Regions from separate parts of the Rattus norvegicus genome. Here region 1 is linked to region 2. The links are chromatin contacts, called in public Hi-C maps. All regions are on one chromosome and are shown on one strand. The core of a region is the stretch at or near the end of the contact, and the rest is flanking DNA. Distances in the headings are between cores, read along the strand shown.

Region 1 (4,784 bases), core at 2,142-4,641, 64 kb before region 2:
GAAAGGAAGGAAGGAAAAGCAACCCTACCTGTCAGGGAAGATGAGAGACTAGAGTTGGCACAGCTTAGCCACACTGGAAATACAAATACATATTTAAGGCTTGACTTGACATTAGCCAGCCCTGCTTCTGTCTGCCTACAGCTGATGTTAGGTCAAGAGGCTGCCACATCCGGTTGCTGAAGGACAGTAATCCTGCTTCCTGAGAGGAACTCCATGTTTTGTTTGGGTTTTTGTTTTTTCCCCTAGCCTCTGCATGTGCCTGTTCACTCCAGGGATGACACAGATTTGCTTCCAGATTGCTTTCCATCTGGTCGATCTATAATCATAAACAAGCTGCATTACAAGCGTTTTTTTAAAAAAAGGCATCAGTTCTCGTTTTCTATTCTGTTTTCTGTAGGTGAGCCTTTGAATGAAGTTACTTCGAGACGATTTCTGAATGAGATTGTCATTGGTGTGGATTTCCTGCTGCAGTATCTTCTGTATCTACAGCTGTATCTTCACGTCTGTGGATGTGTCAGTACGTCATGGGTCTGCATGTATGTACCGTGCATGCATCTCTAGTTTTTCTCCTTGCTTGGCTCTTCTGAGACCTGTGGTTATCTCCATACTTCTTTGTTTGGTTGAGAGAGGGTTTCACTGCATCGCTCTGGCCATCCTGAATCTCTATGTCTAGACCAGGCTGGCCTTGAACTCAGAGATCTGTCTGCTCCTGCTTCCAGAGTGCTGGGATTGCAGGCCTGTGCCATCATGTCCAGCCCAGACATTCTTTTATGCTATCCGGGTTTTAGAGCTTGGACCATAACAATTGGAATGTGGAAAGAGGATGACGTCATAGGAAGCTGGGGTTTGTTTTGAGGACAATCAGGAAGAAAACAGTTGCGTAAATGTGTCCTGGAAAACTTGACAAGCACGTGTCATTGAACTTGTGTGGGTGAACGAACCAGGGTGTTGGTCTTACGGAAGCCGAGAAGGGAAGTACCCTTCCCAATTTCTCTGCCCTCAAAGTGGTGAGCTGACAGGAGAGGGCGTGTGCAGAGACTTGGGAAATGAACCAGCCACCCAAAATGCCTCTTTTTTTTGTGACTGGCCATTGGTCCCTAATCAATTCTTTAAGGCTAGTTCTGTCTTTATTAAAGTATTTGTGAAATAAACGAAGGGGAATGGGCAGAGAAGCTGGAGGGGAGCATCAGTCTACAGCCTTCTTTACGTAGTTCTCATTGTTCTAGAGGCTAGGAACTGTCCTGTGCGTCAAAGGGAGGCAACGTACACAAACATGTCTGCCCGTCAGTACTGATAGGATGCTGCCTGCTCTCCGAACCCCCAGCTACTCATTAGGCGTCCCAGGACTAGCTGCTCCCAGAGTCTCAGACATGTCTGCTGCCTGGGACCTTCTGCACACCAAGCCTCCTGTATATAGTCGAACCAGGGGGAAAGCTCTGTAAGCGGCCGTCTAAAGCTAGAGAGGCCATTGCGGGTGCTGCCTTAGCTACTAAGATACTATGGAGGGAGGAGTAGGTGGAAAGGACAAAGGAGTTGGAGGAGGAAGGGAAAAAAAAAAAAAGACTTTTCCTATTCCCTTACAGAATACCCCGAGAGAATACATGACCACCCTCGGGCTTGTTTTGACCTCAGATGCTATTTTTGTAGTAACTATCATTAGAAAATACTTATTTTTAAAAGGTTGCTTCTGAATAGCAACAAGCTGTTCTTTCGGTTTGGGCCCCCAGACTCATGCTCCTTTTTCGTGCTTCAGAACCTGGCTCCACAGTATTCTAATGGTGAGCGTATTCGTACACGCGAGAATGCTTGCGAGGCTCTGAGGCAGAGGGCAGCAAGCATGGACCTCAGTCTGTGCTTCGTCTCTTCACCGCACAAGAGCTCCTTTGATAGTTTGTGCCCACTCCACCTCCCTTACCTCACATTGGCTCAGCTTTTGTGATCTCTCCCCCGAGCTTTTGGATGCCGGAATTGCTCCCCGTTTTCACCAAAGCTGTTTGCAATCAGTGCCCCCTAATAGTGCTGCCTCTCTGGACCTCTTTGCCTGGTAGCCCCGGAAGATCAGTCATCTCATGGCAAGCACTGGTGTTTCTTTTGTTCCTTGCTGTTTCCACAGCATCTGGATGAAAGCCTGGCATGGGACAGATACTCCGTAGGTCTGGAAGGTTCTTTCCAAGGCTCACTAACAGGTCCACTCCGGGGCAGAGACTTGGCTTTCGGGCTGCCTTATTGCATGGAAGGAGGTGCCTATCTTTTTTTGACTGGATTCTAACATCTTTCTACCCACACAGTCAGCTTTGCAGCTCCCTATTGGGAACCAGAATTCCCCTGCATGTACTTTCTTAGCGTTGGTTCTGGCCTCATTGTCCAGCCTGCAATCTTGTCTCCTCCTCAAACTTAAGAACAGGCATCCAGGATCTGTGAGAATGCTCGGTGGGTAAGGGTGCTTATCACTTGCCATCAGGCCTGGTGACCTGAGTTGGGTCCCTGGGAACCAGATAATAATAGAGAACTGACCTCAGTTGTCCTCAGACCTCCCATCCTGTGGCATGCAGGTGCCACCCCCTCAAAGTAAATAATAAAACAATGTTTAAATATTAAGGAAAAACTTGTCTTTTGAATACAAATCTCACCTTGCCACTACCCTTCCACAGTTCCCTGAAGAAGAAAGGGCAGACCTCTCAGGGTAGCTCTTAGTTCTGTGATTTCTGAGGATTTGCCGTGAGCCAGTCACAACAAATGGTAAAATGGGCAGTGGGGTTGTGAACAGATCATATAATTCTTTTATATGCAAATTAGATATTGAAAGGGAAAGTATTTAGACTTCTGGTGTTTCATAAAACATCCTCAGAAAATTAATTTTTCTGTTTTTTTGCTGTTTTTTTGTTTGTTTGATTAGTTTAGTATTTTTCTTGCTTTCAAGAAATGTAGCTATTGCAAAATTTGAAATATGTACGTGGCTCACTGTCTCTCTGGGGCAGCTCTGTTCTGCACTATTTTCACGGTATAGAGGAGTCGCACTAATGCAGCAGTTTTCAACGTGAGCCAGGACTCCCTTGTGGGTCACATACTAGGAATCCTGCATATCTGATATGTATACTAAGATTCATAACAGTAGCAAAATAATAGTTATGAAGTAACAATGAAATAATTTTATGGTTAGAGGTTACAACATCATGAGGAACTGTATAAAAGAGTTGTAGAATTAGAAAGGTTGAGAAATCCTGCTCTAATGCATTCCATGGTTATATCTACCAGATTCTGTGTTTCATTTTGAATGCTGTAAACAGCAAAGTGCTCGCACCCGTGTGCCCCCCACACACACGGTGGTTCTGTTCCCTGAGCTAATTCCAAAGGTCTGTAAATACCAAACCCCAACCACTAGGAGTCAGGCTTTTCCCCAACAGGAAGTAGAAAAGAATACAGAGAAAAGTCCAGGACATCCCCAACCCCTCCCAGGTGCAGGATTAGAGGGTAAACACACCGGACCTCGGTATAACACTTGCTTCCCAACTAAGGGATTTTTCTAAGTATTCCCTTCGATCGTTCTTGGAGGTTGTCAGTCCTGTTGAATCGGCCCTTCTCCTTAAGGAGGACATAGAAACCAGACATCCGCTTCCTTTCTTTCCTCATAAAGAGGCTTCAGGCTCAAGTGCGTGGTCTACTCAGCCTACGTCACGGCAGTGGCCTCTGCTGCTGGTCCAACAGCCTTGCCAACCTCTCCCGTCACAGCAGTGCTCACTTGAGAGTTTGTAGTGGATGGTGTGAAGATGACAGATGTGGTTTCAGGTTTGCGGTCTCTCTCTTGGTTCTGCTGACGGAGGGCACGAGTGATGCTTGCCTTTGTATCTTGGCTCTGTCTTTCTTTTTCTTTCTTCTTATAAAGCAAGTCCGCTCTCCTATCTCCCCATCCCCTAACCTCATTGACTCTTAAAAGTTTTCAGGGGCTCTTCTCAGAGTTTGTTCCTGAAACTAGGACTGCTTTGCACAGAGCACCAATGTTAAAGTTGTCTTTACTAATGTGTGTCTGTGTTCCTGTCCCTCACGGGCTTATGAGCAACTTCCTAGCAGCAACCCATATTTGCAACACCCATGACTTTAAAGTCTGGATATATGAGTGGGTCGGTGGGTAGTAAATGCCTTTCTAGGATTCCCTATCGTCCTAATACAATGCCTTAAACTATTTTAGGATCAATTATATTGTTTGATTGACCGAAAGATCGGATTCCAAGCTATGCTCATTAGACTAAGCTGCAGACCCAAAATAAGAACCAGATTGTTGAACTTGCTGCCAGTATTTTTATAACAATACCCCCATATTTGAATTAAATCTGGGTCCAGCTTAGAGGTAGACCCAGACAAACAAGCCAGATTGGGAACATGGTCAACTTCCAGAGCTCCAGCAGGGCAAACATCCTATCAGCCAAGAGTCTCCTCCTCACAGATGACAATTAAACATTTATTCATTAAAACCAAATCCATTATTAGTAGCTTGCATTTACTATTGGTATACCGATAAAGCATAATGCATTGAGACCTAGGGATTCCTTATCACTGTAAATCTGGTGGATTTTTTTTGGGGGGAGGGGCTGGTTTGTTTTCACCGAGTGATAAAGTTCCCTGAAAGCATTTATTCATTTGAAAAGGAACCCCCTGCTACTCTGCTGGGCAATGCTAAGAACCAGATGAAGTATGTCCTGAGTTTGTAAACCAGAAATCATCGTAAAATTGCAGGTTCTATAATTATAATTCACACTGCTTCTTAGTGCCTCCTGTGATTTAGAAGG
Region 2 (4,747 bases), core at 999-3,498:
CATGCGCACTGTTGGATAGAACGCACCGAAAAGGAGGAGTGGGCAGTTCATTGTACAGACAGGTTTTGGTTGCAACCGTACTGAGTAACAACCATGCGCCAATTTTAGAAGCTTAGCACGGCAAACATTTTTCTTTCAAGGTGCTGGTCAGTTTTCTATTTTCTCTCCCCATCCTTAAATCAGTGGCTAGCTAGTCAGTAGACTGCAAAAAGCAAAACCAATGAAAAAACACCTTTAAAAAAAGTCTCTTCCTCCAGCAGTCAAGAGGATGGGACATAAGGATGGCTGTACTGTGAAGAGGCCAGCCTGGGCTACATTCTCAGTTCCAGGACAGCCTAGGCGGCAGAGCGAGCTCTTGCCTCAAGAAGTAAAGACAGACAACGACCACCTCTGCTTGTGCCACATCTAGCTTCCATTTACTAAAGCCTCACGGTAAAGTCCTCCATGAAGGTGGTGAGGAGATCATCTGTCTCCAAGCCTTTGATGAATTCCTGACTTGTCAGCAGGGAGAGCGAGGAACTGGAAAGTAGCCAGTGGCCGTATTCACAGTTGTTACTCTTTCCCTAGTCTTCTACTTAGTACAGCTGTGTGTGGTTCAGTGAGGAACAAGTCTGCATTCCACGAATTTACCATTAGGCCCTTGTGTTCTCATGTGAACACAGGAGCACAAGCTTTTGCAAACCTAGAAGAGACAAGCATGTCACTCAGGGTGGCCTCTTGACGCGATGAAGGGACATGGTAAACACAAGACATACGAGGCTGCTGCTGCTGGTGCAATATGATTTAAGTGAACTTTCCATTTTGTTTTATTTTTTGAAATTAAAAGATAATCATACCATTTCTTCCTTTCCTTTTTCTCCTCTAACTCCTCCAACATACCTTTTCTGTCTCAATGTCATGGCCTCTTTTTCTTTAATTACTCTTACATACACACATAGACACACACACTTATATATAAGTAGTATTCAGTAAACTTGAAAAAATATAGCGTTAACATATATATAAATTATATAATTGTTATATATTATATGTATTATATAATTGCATGGTATGTATAATATATAGTACATTTAATAGTATAGCATATAATATATGGTATACAGTATAGAATATAATATTTACAATTATATAGTATATATCATGTATTATATAAAATAGTATAGTTACTATACTATGTTTACTACACTATGTGTAATATATGTGCATGTGTATGTGCGTGTGATGTGCTGTGAGACAAGGATAAAACATATGATGTTAGCAGGACGAACCAGCAGATAGCCGCTCATTGTAAAGCATTATGCACCACTCATAGGGGTTTAGGCTGTGAGCTTACAGTTATCAGAGTGTTGGTTTTGCTTACCCGGGTTCATACAAGCATTAGCGATATCCTGGCTGAAATATGTGACAAGCACCGTGTCAGTGGTCATAAAGAACCATTCCATCCATTTTACCGGATCACCATTCCATGTTTCAGCTACTTCATCTGCTGAAACACTGGTATAACACCCATGGCTGTATTTCATGTGTGTGAAGTTGGCTGTGTCCTCTGGGTGATCCTTTCACTTTTATGGATGAGGAAGTTGGTGTGACACAGGGAGGTGAGGTGATCAAGTCTGTGTACAGCTCTACTGTTCTGAACCAAATTGAACTATGCCGTTCTTCCCTATAGTCTGCCTCTAAGCCTCTACGTGGGATTGGGAGTTTGGTTTCTGTGGAGAGTACAGTCTGTCTCCAGAAATCAAAGCACGGGTCGGCTGCAGGTACAAAGGCCTTTGGTAATTCACCAACAGGAGACTTCAAATTCTGATTTCAAAAGATACTTTTTTCATAGGGACTGCTGAGGTGGGGGAGGGGGATTTCTAACGAATCTGCTTACATCTTCCGGGTTATTATTTTTAAATAGGTAACATTTCCAGATGGAAACATTAGGCTTCTTTCCCAGATGCTTCCCATTGTCCCCAGGTTTCATCTAACAAAGCATTTAATATGAGAAAGGGCCAGGGGGTAGGGAATGGGGAAGGGGGGGGTGGGGTAGGAGGATGGGGTTGGGGGAGGGGCTGGGTACTCGGACTGGGAATGGAAGATTGCCAGAGATCTAAAGCAGACCTCAAGCAGGGCCTGTTGAAGTTGATGTGTTTTTTTGAAGTTCCCATAATCACCAGCGGCTGTGTGTCTGGCTTACTCCTCAAAAGCAGATCTGAGTTGGTAGGAGCGCAGGAAGCAGAGACGTGCTGTGCATGGTTTGCTTTGAGAGAAGGGAACAGCTGTTCCTTTGGGGCTAACAGGGAGGGTATCTTTACCTCCGTTCCTAGATGGTGTTGCTGATAGCTTTTCTCTTTGCTGTTTACCGTTTCAATTCCCTGGGTCAGTTTGACCGGATATTATATTTTTAAGAGACACTTCATAGCGGAGACTATTACTCATGTGCTGTGTAAATTTGCATGTCTCTTTAACGTTTCATGGTTTTATTTCCAGTTTATTTACTTCTGCAAATCTGCTCCCCTAGCCAGAAACTTGACTCCTGAGGATGACATCATCTAGGAGGGATGTCGAGCTGTGCAACAGCAACGGGGTGGTTTTTCTGGGGAATCGATGATCTGACCACACATAATAAGCCAGATAATTAGTGGCCATCCGACACGCAAAACAAAAGGCATTGATTAGCTATACAACGTTAAACTAGAAAAACAGCAACTGATGCAAAATATGTGTTAAAATAATTATTTCCTACCCTCATATTACTGTGTTCTTTTTTATTTTAGCCTCAAACAGATGGTCCCCAAGTTTCTAATTGTGATCTAGTTCTTAACAACAAAAATTCACTGATCTCTACATAATAGTACTTGTGGTAAGAGGTTACTGAGGAAATACATATGTTAAAACACAGCCTCATGATTCAGCAATGTTTATAAAGGCAGACTGAATTCAACAATAACAACAACAACAACACACACACACACAAATCACTCATTTTAAGACTGGATATACATATGGGTGCAAGCCACCATATGCAGGGTACAGGTAAGTGGGTTTGAGGGTACTCTGGGTCCCCTTATAATAGTGTTAAAGCTCCTTCGAGGTCCCAGGCCTACAGGTTGGCATCTAAATTGTCTTTTATCCCTATCCAGTTGAGGAGCTGTTCTATTTAGGGGCATGCTATTCTCCTCTCCTGACAGGCATTATGAATTTCTCCCTAGGTGGCTCAGATGAGATGATCAACAGTGCCCAGCTTCTTAAAGGGGAGATTAGAAGGTTATTTACTTATTTATTTCTTTTTTATGATTTATTTATTTGTGCATATGAGTACACTTTAGTTGTCTTCAGACACACCAGAAGAGGGCACTGGATCCCATTACAGATGGTTGTGAGCCACCATGTGGTTGCTGGGAATTGAACTCAGGACCTCTGGAAGGGCAGTCAGTGCTCTTAACCCCAGAGCCATCTCTCCAGCCCGTACTTATTCATTTCTTATCTACCAATATAATTCCTTGAGGAACTCAGTATTATTGGAAATATTTTGCCTTCTGGAAAAATTACATAAGCTGGGGCTGGTAGAATACTTATCCAGACTTATTCAGCCATTTATTTTGAGGGTCAAATTAGAAAGGGCAGCATTTAATACATGGTATTAAGTGATATTGATCAGCTATTGGTTTCACAGTGTCTTCCCATTTCCAGTTGACTATCATGTCTCCCCCGACGCACAGTGGCTTCTGGCAGGATTAGAGAGGTAAGACTTAGCTCCTCATGCCATTTGTCTGAACCAGCAGCTCTCTGGACCTCAGGTCTTGGTCAACAGAGAAACAAAGTTGCAAAGGGGGTTGTGGTTTTGTAGTTGGCTTCCGGATTTTTTTTTTCTTAAATGATGGCAGAAGTGGACTATAGAAATGAAGTAAGGCACAGTTTCCATATGCAGCTAAAGGTGTTCACTGCAAAAAAAAAAAATGAAGTAAAATAAATATAACTCAGCAGCAACAAAAATGTTGAGTGGGGGCACAAGTAATGTCATAGGGTTGCTTACAAGCCATGGGTTCTGATCATTATAAAGACTCAGCTCTTCACAAAATGATGTCCATGTATTAATTCTCAGTGGAGAATATTCCTGCTGAAATACCTTCCCCTGAAGGCAATGCCCACTTAGAAAGTCAAACTGAGGTCAGAATTCTGAATGGAAAACAGTTATAGCAGGCTGAATATTGTCAATGAATCATGCCATCAAACAATGGTGACTCAACTCTTCATGCTCCTAATAGTTTCTTCAAAGGATGGGGCCAGAGTTAGGCATGATGGCGTGTACCCATGTTCCTGGGAAAACTTAGGGTTCCCCTTTTGGGAATAATGTTAATGTTGTTGTCAATAAAATAATTTAAAAAAAAGACACAGGGCGGAATGCTGAGGGACAATTTTACTAGTGTTTGAGAGACAAGGCGGGTAGGGTGTAAGTTTTTGGCATCTGCTGGGAGGAGGAAATGGTAAAAAAAGAGAAACACAGAGAGCAGGCAGGTTCTGCAATGGCGGTTAGCTATGTGGTGAAAGGAGACTGGTGGGTAGAACTTCAGGGAATAATCGAGAAAGCCCAGTGTCCAGGAAACATGCTCAGGGGTTCAGGTATGGGGTTAGTCAACATCTAAAAGAAAAGGATGGGGGTGGGCACACATCAGTTTAGACGAAGTCGATACGGTTAAAAGGGTTTCCAGGATAGAAGTTCTGCAGGCTACTAACCTGATAGAGGGGCTTCTGGGAAAAG

Evidence for each region. A called contact is a pair of places that touch in the nucleus more often than the background predicts.
Region 1: a contact with region 2 is called in a Hi-C map of psoas muscle, with 2.0 times the contacts expected there. The contact joins two enhancer-like sites. A contact is called at or near these places in 2 of 12 Hi-C or Micro-C datasets (liver and psoas muscle).

The regions. Positions count from the first base shown.
Region 1 is chr20:33,305,463-33,310,246 of GRCr8, reverse strand. No RefSeq gene overlaps it. Among named protein-coding and RNA genes, the nearest start is that of Cep85l, 85 kb to the right of the region's middle. Within about 2 kb of position 3,391, at least 2 of the 93 cell types and tissues checked have an H3K27ac peak or open chromatin away from gene starts, as enhancers often do.
Region 2 is chr20:33,240,167-33,244,913 of GRCr8, reverse strand. It overlaps a transcript of Cep85l not described here. Among named protein-coding and RNA genes, the nearest start is that of Cep85l, 20 kb to the right of the region's middle. Within about 2 kb of position 2,248, at least 12 of the 93 cell types and tissues checked have an H3K27ac peak or open chromatin away from gene starts, as enhancers often do.